Linked DNA regions of Triticum aestivum: region 2 is linked to region 1. A link is a contact called in public Hi-C data. All regions are on one chromosome and are shown on one strand. Each heading gives the region's core, a stretch centred on a gene start, on an enhancer-like site or on the middle of the called end of the contact. The rest is flanking DNA. Distances are from core to core; before and after follow the strand shown.

Region 1 (4,583 bases), core at 761-3,260:
TCTTATACGGACGGAGCATTAGCTAATCGCATAGTGCTGTGATAAATTCTTGCTGAATTTAAAACAGATGTTGAGTGGGCCATGTTTGTCTGTTTTGTGAATGTCGCTCAAGTTCGCACTGCAACTTCTCATTCACCTCTCCATGTATCTAGATCCTCCTGGCTGTTTTGGACACCATGCTATTTTCTAATACATGACATGATGGTTCACACTTCTGCAGAAGAAAATTGTCCAGCGAATTTCATATAGGCCATTTGGATGAGCAAAAGTGCATGAAAAATGTTCAGAACCACTGGAAGAAGATAGCAGGTAACTCAATTGGAACCTATTCCACTTTTGGAGTTTGATTGCAAATATGTACATCTGGAACTATTTTTGTGCATACGACATTACTCCCCGCCTCCTCAAGCAGCTCGTGTTTGAGCTGAAAATCCTGGATCTTTTCTTCCTATTGTACCAAAATTTTCTGAACACCACTTGCTACCGTGCCCCAAGACTTCATTTGCCTCAGGATTATTTGAACGTGATAAATCAACGTTAATGCTGGTGGCGCATCTGGTGGATCAACATGGAAGCACTTCAGAAGACTCGCATGAAAAAGATTGTGAATATGAACCCGTGCTGGAACGCCCAGTTTATATGCTATTGTCCCCACACGGCCCATAAATACAACAAATTGACTGGAGTTAACCTGCGTCTAAAGAGACAGCATTGGTTTTGTAAAACGGAGTGTATAGTGGTCTAGCTGGATCAGAACTCGCTCATTAGTGACATCAATTGCTCATTTACATAGAGCCTGATTCAGGTTTGGGAATGATGCATGTAAGTTTCTTCACATTTTATAATGGTTCGATCCTAAAGGCTATGCCCGTAAAGGAAGTAAACACTTCTTGGGGAAAATGCCCCTCATTGATTTATTGTCTCATCCATATGTAATATAAGAGGCAATTCTTCATGGTTCAGCCAAGGTGGATGGCATGCTTACTGAATACTGATACGTTTGCATCATAGCACTGAGCCCATGCCGCTGGATCATGATCAGTCATGAGATCTTTTGCCATGATCACAAGAACTGTTATGATGCTCCAACTGTTAATGTCAAAGCACCGTCAAATGTGAAGATGTATGCCCCACAACTCACTATTCCATGTTTACTTAGAAACTAATTGTTCTTCTTCCACCATCTCTTGCATCTGAGCCAGCGCATCAGCAGCCTTTTTTTTGTTTGTCGGGGCTTTTTTCTCTTCTACTGATTTTTGGAGGGTTTTTTTTCCGTTTGTTTGTTTACTTTTTAATTTTGGTTCCTTTCTTTTACCTGTTTATAAATCCATGAATATTTTAAAATTCGTGTTTATTTCTAAATTTGTGAACATTTTTTTTGAAATTCAGACATTTTAAAATATCCCAATTTTTAATAAATTCCTGAACATTTTTTAAATTTCATGAACTTTTAAAACTCAAGAACATTTTTTGAATCTCTGGACATTTTTTATCAATAATATAGGTTTAAAATCTGTTATTTATCTTCAATAATACTCCCTCCATAAACTAATATAAGAGCGTTTAGATCACTAGATCTAAACGCTCTTATACTCCCTCCGTCCTAAAATAAGTGTCTCAACTTTATACTAACTCTAGTACAAAGTTGTACTAAGATTGAGACACTTATTTTGGAACGGAGTGAGTATTAGTTTACAGAGGGAGTATATTTTTAATTCGTCGAAGAGGAAAAATAGAGGAGAAAATCAGGAGTAATAGCATTTTTTTAGGATAAGGGGGCCTTGTTGGGTGCAGCCGAGAGCAAGGAATGACAATGCCATTCTTGTGCCGGTTATGACGCGCCTGCCAACTTCATTTTTTTTAGACAATGCCAACTTCCAAATGGAGGACTCGACTCGATTTTTGGGCTTCAGATACGTGTGGGCGGCGGGCGCGTTAGATACACAAATCTGACCCATCGGCGCATACGGCCCAACCCACATGTGACAGCCTGGCTTCGGGATACCCCAGGTTTCTCCGACCGACACCGAGCACCTCCGGGTCCCCATTCCTCTCCCATTCCCAGACACCGATCCTGCTCCTTCCTTGTTTGTCTATGGGCGAATCTCTCCGGCGACGGCGACCTCTCTTCCCCTGCGCGTCCATCTTCCGACGTTGCCACCCCGTCGTCCATCGCTACAAGATCGACGACCGCCCCTTCATCCTCACCGGTCTCTGCAGATCTACGCCGGCGGGCCGCCTTACCGACGGTTCTTCCTAGCCACGGTGGGTTCCTTTACTTCCCTTTCTCTACACCCCCTTATTTTTTGTTCACAGCATCACCCCCGAATCCGGACAACCGCTGACCCCGTGGCTAGTAGGCACAAGTAAAATTCCGTTGAACGTTCGATTTTTCTGTTGTATATTTGAGAAGTTGGTAGTATCTTTTCTCCTTCCGAACGCTAGGTGTTTCATTACCTCCCTGGTTGTTGGGGGCAATCAATTGTAGGTTTCATTTTTCATGTTTTGGGATCATATATCAGTTTAGCATAAACTTGTACAGCTAGTATATATAGTACGTACAGTACTAGTTACAATACTTTCCATTGGCTTTCACTCAAGAAAGATTGGAGTGGTTAACGGTAAATGAATGCGTTGGAGATCAACAACATGTACATGATGCATTATCAACAAAGAGTTGGGGTGTCATGGTTCGGTTTGTGCTTTTGAGTAAACTAGATGATACCCCGCACGTTGTTGCGGGAATATTATGCAACACATTTCAGTGTGATTCATTGTATGAAACATGAATATTTGAAGCAATAATATAAAAGGCTAAAACTAAAAATACATATAATTTATTATGTTTGATTACTATATAAATGTAAAATGTATAAATAGCATAATAGAATGAAAATTCTCATGTCCGTTTGCATGTTGAGATGTGTCTTTTTTCATGCATATTTCACGATCAAGTGGCATGCTTGCATGTTAAAAGACATATGGTAGTGGGGGTGGACCTTTTCTCATGCATGTTGTGTGATGATGTGGCATGCTTGCATGTTGAGAGAAATAGTTAGTGGGGGCTAGCTATTTAGACACCATGGTGAATGCTTATCGTGGTATTGTGTCAAATCAGTTTGATCATAGCAACTACTCGTGGTAATCGGTTGGATCATTTGTTTGTGACTCAGAAACAAATATAGTTTCCATTACTGCCGGTATTATTTGAAAGCTTGTTAATCAAATTGATCATTTATTTCTTCTATCATTCTTGTGTAGTTCACACACCCAACTCCAACAGACATCACATTTCCAAATTATTACTGATCTGGAAGATGGAAGCTATTTTCTTTATGGACTACCCCTTCCGTCCCATAATGTAAGATCGTTTTGCAAGCTGTTTTAGCTTGCAAAACGATCTTATATTGTGGGACGGAGGGAGTATGTTCTAGCAATAGCCATTGGTCCATGTTCTGCTTAGTCTAGGTATACTCTTCTACGTTTATCATCCATGCAGATTCAGATTATAGTGAATTAAAAGATAGCAGTAGTCTTGCTACTTCAGTTTTTGACTGGGCATGAATTGATCAGTATTTGTTTAACCATCTCTTATTAATAGGCACTTCCGGTTCACTTTTTGGTTTGTAGCTGAAGCCTCGATCCTAGAGGGTAGAGGCATTCCATTTCCTTCAGTTCAGTGATTGAGAATGGAAAATGGATTTCCTGGTGAAGTTCTGAAGGCTGTTTTCCCTCTACTGGATGGTAAAGACTTAGTCTTTTGCATGCTTGTATGCCGCCAATGGTGCGAAATTGCAAAGGATGATTACTTCTGGAAATGCATCTGCTCACGGAAATGGCCTTCCATCTGCAAACAGCCTCCTTCTGACACAAACTTCCAAAAGCTCTATTTAACGTTCTCCAAGCCACGGAAGACAGTGCACCTTCCTGTACCTAAGCTCACTTTTGAGGATCTGGTGTTTTACATTGACATGTGGCTTGAGGGATCACTAATCTTCTCTCAAGCAGTTTCAGGCTGCATTCTTCGAGCAGGTTTACAGAACACACCTGGCGGCATACCAGATGTACTTGTTGCACATCTGAATGCCGCAGACTGCATTTTGATGATGGAAGTCAAACCCAAGCTGACAGTCCCTATGGGGCCAGCCATCACCGTGTCTGTTCTTGCCCACCGCAAGGACACCAACAAGATGACTTGCATAATCAACACGTCGAGTTTTGATTACATTGACAGCAATGCAGCACGGGCGTTGGCATATGAATATCTCAGGTTTTCGCCCAGACACCCTTTCATATCAGACATCCGGGCCTGGATGTCCTTGCTTTTCCTGTATAAAGGAACAAACTCTATAGAGGTATTTGGTATTGAACTAGATTTTTGTGATGCGGCAAGGTCCGAGCCTGAGATCTTGTGGCTCTTAGACATGCTTGATTGGAAATAGAAGCTACTCTTTAGTTGTGATTGAGCCTTTGAGGCATGTAAAGAATGTTCATGATATGTTGATCATCTACTGTTGTAGTACTGAAATATATGCTTTAAGATGTTGGAATAAAATGGCGATGTGCGCCCATTTGTTTTCTAT
Region 2 (4,583 bases), core at 1,144-3,643, 800 kb before region 1:
TCCATAGTATATGATTTATGATGGCAAATAGAATAAATGATCCATTAGTTTGTACGAAGCAACAAGCATCCAGGTGATAAAATAACTGCAATGACTTGTAAAGAACATATGTGACATAGATAGGGTAAAGAACATATGTGACATATATAGGGTAAAGAACATATGTGACATAGATAGGGATGTTCAAATATGGTTTCTTCAGACCGTTCAAAGATTGTCATGCATGTGTGCATTACAAGCTGAGTAACGTGGAGTCTTTTTTTTTTGGTGCTGGACGGGTTTTGCTCTCAACAAACACCCCCAGATTGTTATATATAATATGTGCCAACAAAACTTATAACTAAACCAAATGAACAATGTCATACCAAGATTACGGTTATTGATGCCAATAAGCTGAATGCCAGCTATCCCTATAACACGGTCGATTTCCCTTTCATCATGCACCTTCAACAACACAATTAACATGTTAATTCCATCAGACTTCGAATGCTGAAGGTGCATTTGATTTATTCTGCAGCAGCAAATAGAATTACTCCAGTCCAACAAGAGAGGAGAGTCGAAAGCCTTCAACATACAACATATGTTGCAAAAATAATTCACAAACCTCAACTAGAGCTGCCATCCCGAGTATTTTGCATATTTTCAGCATATAACTGATATCACGATCAGGTAAGATGGCGGCAATCAGAAGAACAGCATCTGCTCCCTTAGACCGTGCATAGTAAAGCTGCCAAGCGTCAATGATGAACTCTTTGCACAGAAGAGGACACTGCGTTCAGAAGATCAGATCATGAGCCTTTCATGCATTCAAACTACCACATATGAAATCATTGACTTCTGCAAGTAGTAAAGCATATGGCCAAATATACAGTACCTTCACTCCAGCATTGCGTATAGCCTCCAAGTAGTCGAAACTTCCCTGGTTGCATATCAAAGGAAACCAAGTATCTTCAGTACAGATAACTCCACAACATACAAAAATAAGGATCCAGATCTCCTAGAGAAGAAACTACTAACCTGAAAGAATTTTGAATCTGTAAGAACACTTAAGCATGCTGCTCCATTTTTCTCGTACGCTTGAGCGATCTCGACCTGTTTATGTCCCAACAAACATTAGTTAGTTTAGGTGCATCTGCGCTTCTTAGTTGGTATTACAAATGAAGAGCAACAGCACCTCCTTCAAGAAAAAAAAAACAGTGTATGTTTGTGCTAGTGAATGTCAACAATGTAAGTCCCAATAACAGGGAATAGGCAAATCAGGTGGATGGTAGGTAGTCAAATAACTAAAAGGGCAAGCATAGTTTGATATCTCTCCCTACAGTTGTATGACCCATTAATTGAAATAAGTTCACATACAAGATAGTATCGTCGAAATGGTAGTTTATGCATTCAATATAAATCACATTCAGTGAGCAGGTGAACTCCAATAAGGCGATAACATACATGACCAAGAGACTGCACAGGCTGCCTGCACCTAATTTCAGCATCACTACTCATCCCATAAACTCACCGGTTCAAAATTCTCCCTAAGAACCCCCCGGCTTGGCGACCCCTTCTTCACCTCCGCAATCAGAGCGGGCAGAGCAGTCCGATCGTAGGACGCTTTCAGCGCAGCAACAAAGTCCCTGGCCGGAGGCGCATTGTCCAGCGGACCTTTCAGCCTGTACAGGGGCATTTTCTCCTTCATCTGGCGAACACAAATCAGCCAGAGCACGAATTTGGCATCACATGAAACATCACTTTGCACAGGGCAGCACAAGCACAATGCTCCGGAAGTCCAGAACATCATCGTACCTGCCAAATCTCAACGTCCTTGTTCCAGACAATCTTCTCGAGGATGTTGCGCGGCGTGTTGCCCTCGTTCTCGAGGCGGAACTGGAAGGGGCCCACGTGGTGCACGGACGGGCCCGTGACCGGGCGCCTCCGGATCTTTATCCCGTCCAGCCCCTCGATGCTGGCGGCGGGGGCGTCCGCCGCCGGGGCCGGGGCCCCGTTGTTGCCCAGCTCGGTGGCTTCGACCGCCGCCGCCGTCTCGGTCTGGTCCGAGGTCGTCGCCACCGCGTCCTGCGCGGCATCCAGACAACCAATCAGTTATGAACTCTGCCTTCCACGGGGATACGCGGGAGCAAGTTGGCGACTCACCGTCTCGGCGGGAGTGCAGCGAAGGGGCGCGGCGCGGGGGCCGTCCATGTGAAGGGCGGCGATGACGCGGCGAGGGAGCTTGGAGGTGGCTAGGGCTTTGGGGCGGCGGAGATGGGAGCAGCGGGTCGGGGGTGGGGGGCCTGGACGTGACGGCGCGGGTGCGGTAGCGAGCGCCTCCATTGGAGGAGGTGTCGGGATTTATGGAGGGAAGGGGAAAGATGGACTGAGAGAAGGTGGAGGTGGGGGCACGGGCGGCTGCTTTCCTGGCGGGGGCGCGGGGCCTCAGCCTCGCTATCCTATCACTTTCGAAATTCTTTAAAATTTCAGCTTTATCCTAAATTAAATTAATTAAGTTCAGTTTTTCCTTTTTAAAACTTCAGATTTATTCTTTAAACATCATGGCAATACTAAGAACACAAGAATCAATAGAAATTACTATCACCTAGCAACGACTAGAAACACTGGAGCAAGTCGAAGGTGCGCCGCCGTCATCACCCTTCTTTACTGAATAGATCGGAATTTTTCCGAAAAAAAGCCCAAAGAACCAGCGCACCAGAACAACAACCATCACCGATGAAGAGAGATCGAAAGGATCCAATAGACCGGATCCAAACAAAACGACCGAAGACAAACACCAACAAAATCCCGCAAGATCCACCGAATACACCTCCACACGCCTTCCGATGTGCACCGCCGGGACGGAGGCTAGGCCAGAAGAACATCACTCCATCTTTAGTGAGCCGTCACGCCTCGCCTTTCTTAGCAGGACACAAACCCTAAAGAAATTAAAAACACCCACCAAAAAACAAAGCGGGAGCCCTCCCACCTGTAAAGACCGGGATCCACCACGCCTCGATGGTCCTAAGGCCAATGTAGATGAAGCAGATCGACGGCGGAATTTTAAAGAGTACAATTTTGACCTGGAACATATCGAAATTTTCGGTTAATTTTAGAGAGGGGGTACAATTTAGTGGAAGTTGGCAATTCTCCTAACAGAGGAATTAGTTGAACACAGGGTGATCCAGTCAGTGCACGCAAAGTCGAGCAAGTATCCAGCAGCATGACATAAAACTCAACCGCACTGATGGTGTGAAACTCAGGACTATCGACTAGCTTTGATTTCCTTTGCCTGCACGCTAAGAAAGCAAGTGACCGGACCGTCAACACCACGACTTGGCCGTCAACGCCGTGCCGTGCGGCGAACCCAGCGCCTCCGGCGGGAAACTGCAACGCGCTTTCGTCCAGGAAACTCCTCACGTTTCTTCCCCACGACACACACCAACTAAGCTAGCGCCGTCGACTTCGCGACTTTGGGAGGAGCACAAGTCATACAGGACTCACACTAGTGACCACTGACTAGTGCCATCATGCCATCGACTGCACGAAAACTGCACCAATCCAGTAACAGCAACAGAGTGGCTCCTCCAGTCTAAGGAACAAACAGCAGCAACGGGATGACTGGTAGTGCCAACTCAGGCAGACCACTCTGTCCGTACACAGTGCCGTCCCCGAGGTGGTTCGCCAGGTCGCGGATCCGTCGATCGCCTTCCGCCTATCTCAGTCCCTGATCTCCGTGCCGAAGATCCGATACCGTCGGCTGCCCCAGGGGTCGTACTTGTCCAGGCGGTACGACTTCAGGCAGCACCATACCCAGGGAGGGTTCCTGCCCCCGCCCCCGACGATGCCTTCCTCGGCATCGTCTTCTGGCTCCGGGACGCCCAGCAGCCTGTTCATCTTTCTGGTCAGCGCCGCCATCGTGAGGAAACCGCCGAAAAAGCTCACCTGACATTCATAAGATGAACGCAGGCTTCAGAAAAGGCAAGCATTTTCTCAGGCACTTGTGGCTTTCACAAAAAACGTAGTTTCTATAACTTCTGAGAACGAACATTGGAGGAGGTGAATTGTAAACTGCAAGGCTGATGGCTTAACATCTTACCGCATCGTTCTTGTGGACGTATGCATGGATTCTTGCCGTAGGATCCTCAAGAGTCAGCCGAAGGCAATAATCACCCGTCAATAGTGAATCCAGCTCTTTGCCTTGACAAGGGTATGCCGCCACCACACGGACCAGGGTTTTGAATTTGTGCGTCACCTGGCACATAAGATACAGAGATATCGTTGCCGGCATTAGTTTTCACTTTTCAGAACACTTCTAGGTTAGTGTTGATTATGAAAAGCAGCATTGGAAGAGACACCATCACTGCGATCCTATTGAAGTGAACATTTTCTCACGATGAAGATAGAGTCCGGTTCTTGAAAACTTCAAGGGATAAACTAAAACCAACGCAGCAAATGAAGCTGACGAACAATTGACAAAAATGTTGCAATTGGGAAATGAGTATTACCTGTCCATGGGTGAGCGACTCCATTAATGTCGTGTAACCTGCTCTCTTGAACTCCACATCTGATAGAATTGGCAAATATCACATGGCAGGTCTTAG

The links. Hi-C and Micro-C count contacts between places; a contact is called where the count stands out from the background.
Region 2: a Hi-C map of leaf shows a contact between it and region 1, with 5 times the contacts expected there. The contact joins the promoter of LOC123189465 here to the promoter of LOC123189458 in region 1. A contact is called at or near these places in 2 of 5 Hi-C or Micro-C datasets (both in leaf).

Annotation. Positions count from the first base shown.
Region 1 is chr2A:565,892,696-565,897,278 of IWGSC CS RefSeq v2.1, reverse strand. LOC123189458 (F-box protein At5g39250) reads left to right here and starts at 2,010. Exons shown (of 2, transcript XM_044601877.1): 1 at 2,010-2,265; 2 at 3,602-4,571. The coding sequence starts at 3,690. The coding sequence ends at 4,442. LOC123189459 (pentatricopeptide repeat-containing protein At4g39952, mitochondrial) reads left to right here. Exons shown (of 2, transcript XM_044601880.1): 2 at 221-1,228.
Region 2 is chr2A:566,688,870-566,693,452 of IWGSC CS RefSeq v2.1, reverse strand. It overlaps LOC123189465 (indole-3-glycerol phosphate synthase, chloroplastic), which reads right to left and starts at 2,393. Exons shown (of 10, transcript XM_044601888.1): 1 at 2,143-2,393; 2 at 1,795-2,064; 3 at 1,511-1,687; 4 at 1,018-1,092; 5 at 875-919; 6 at 605-769; 7 at 366-444. The coding sequence starts at 2,322. LOC123189464 (protection of telomeres protein 1b) reads right to left here. Exons shown (of 10, transcript XM_044601887.1): 8 at 4,488-4,546; 9 at 4,079-4,234; 10 at 3,183-3,924. The coding sequence ends at 3,700.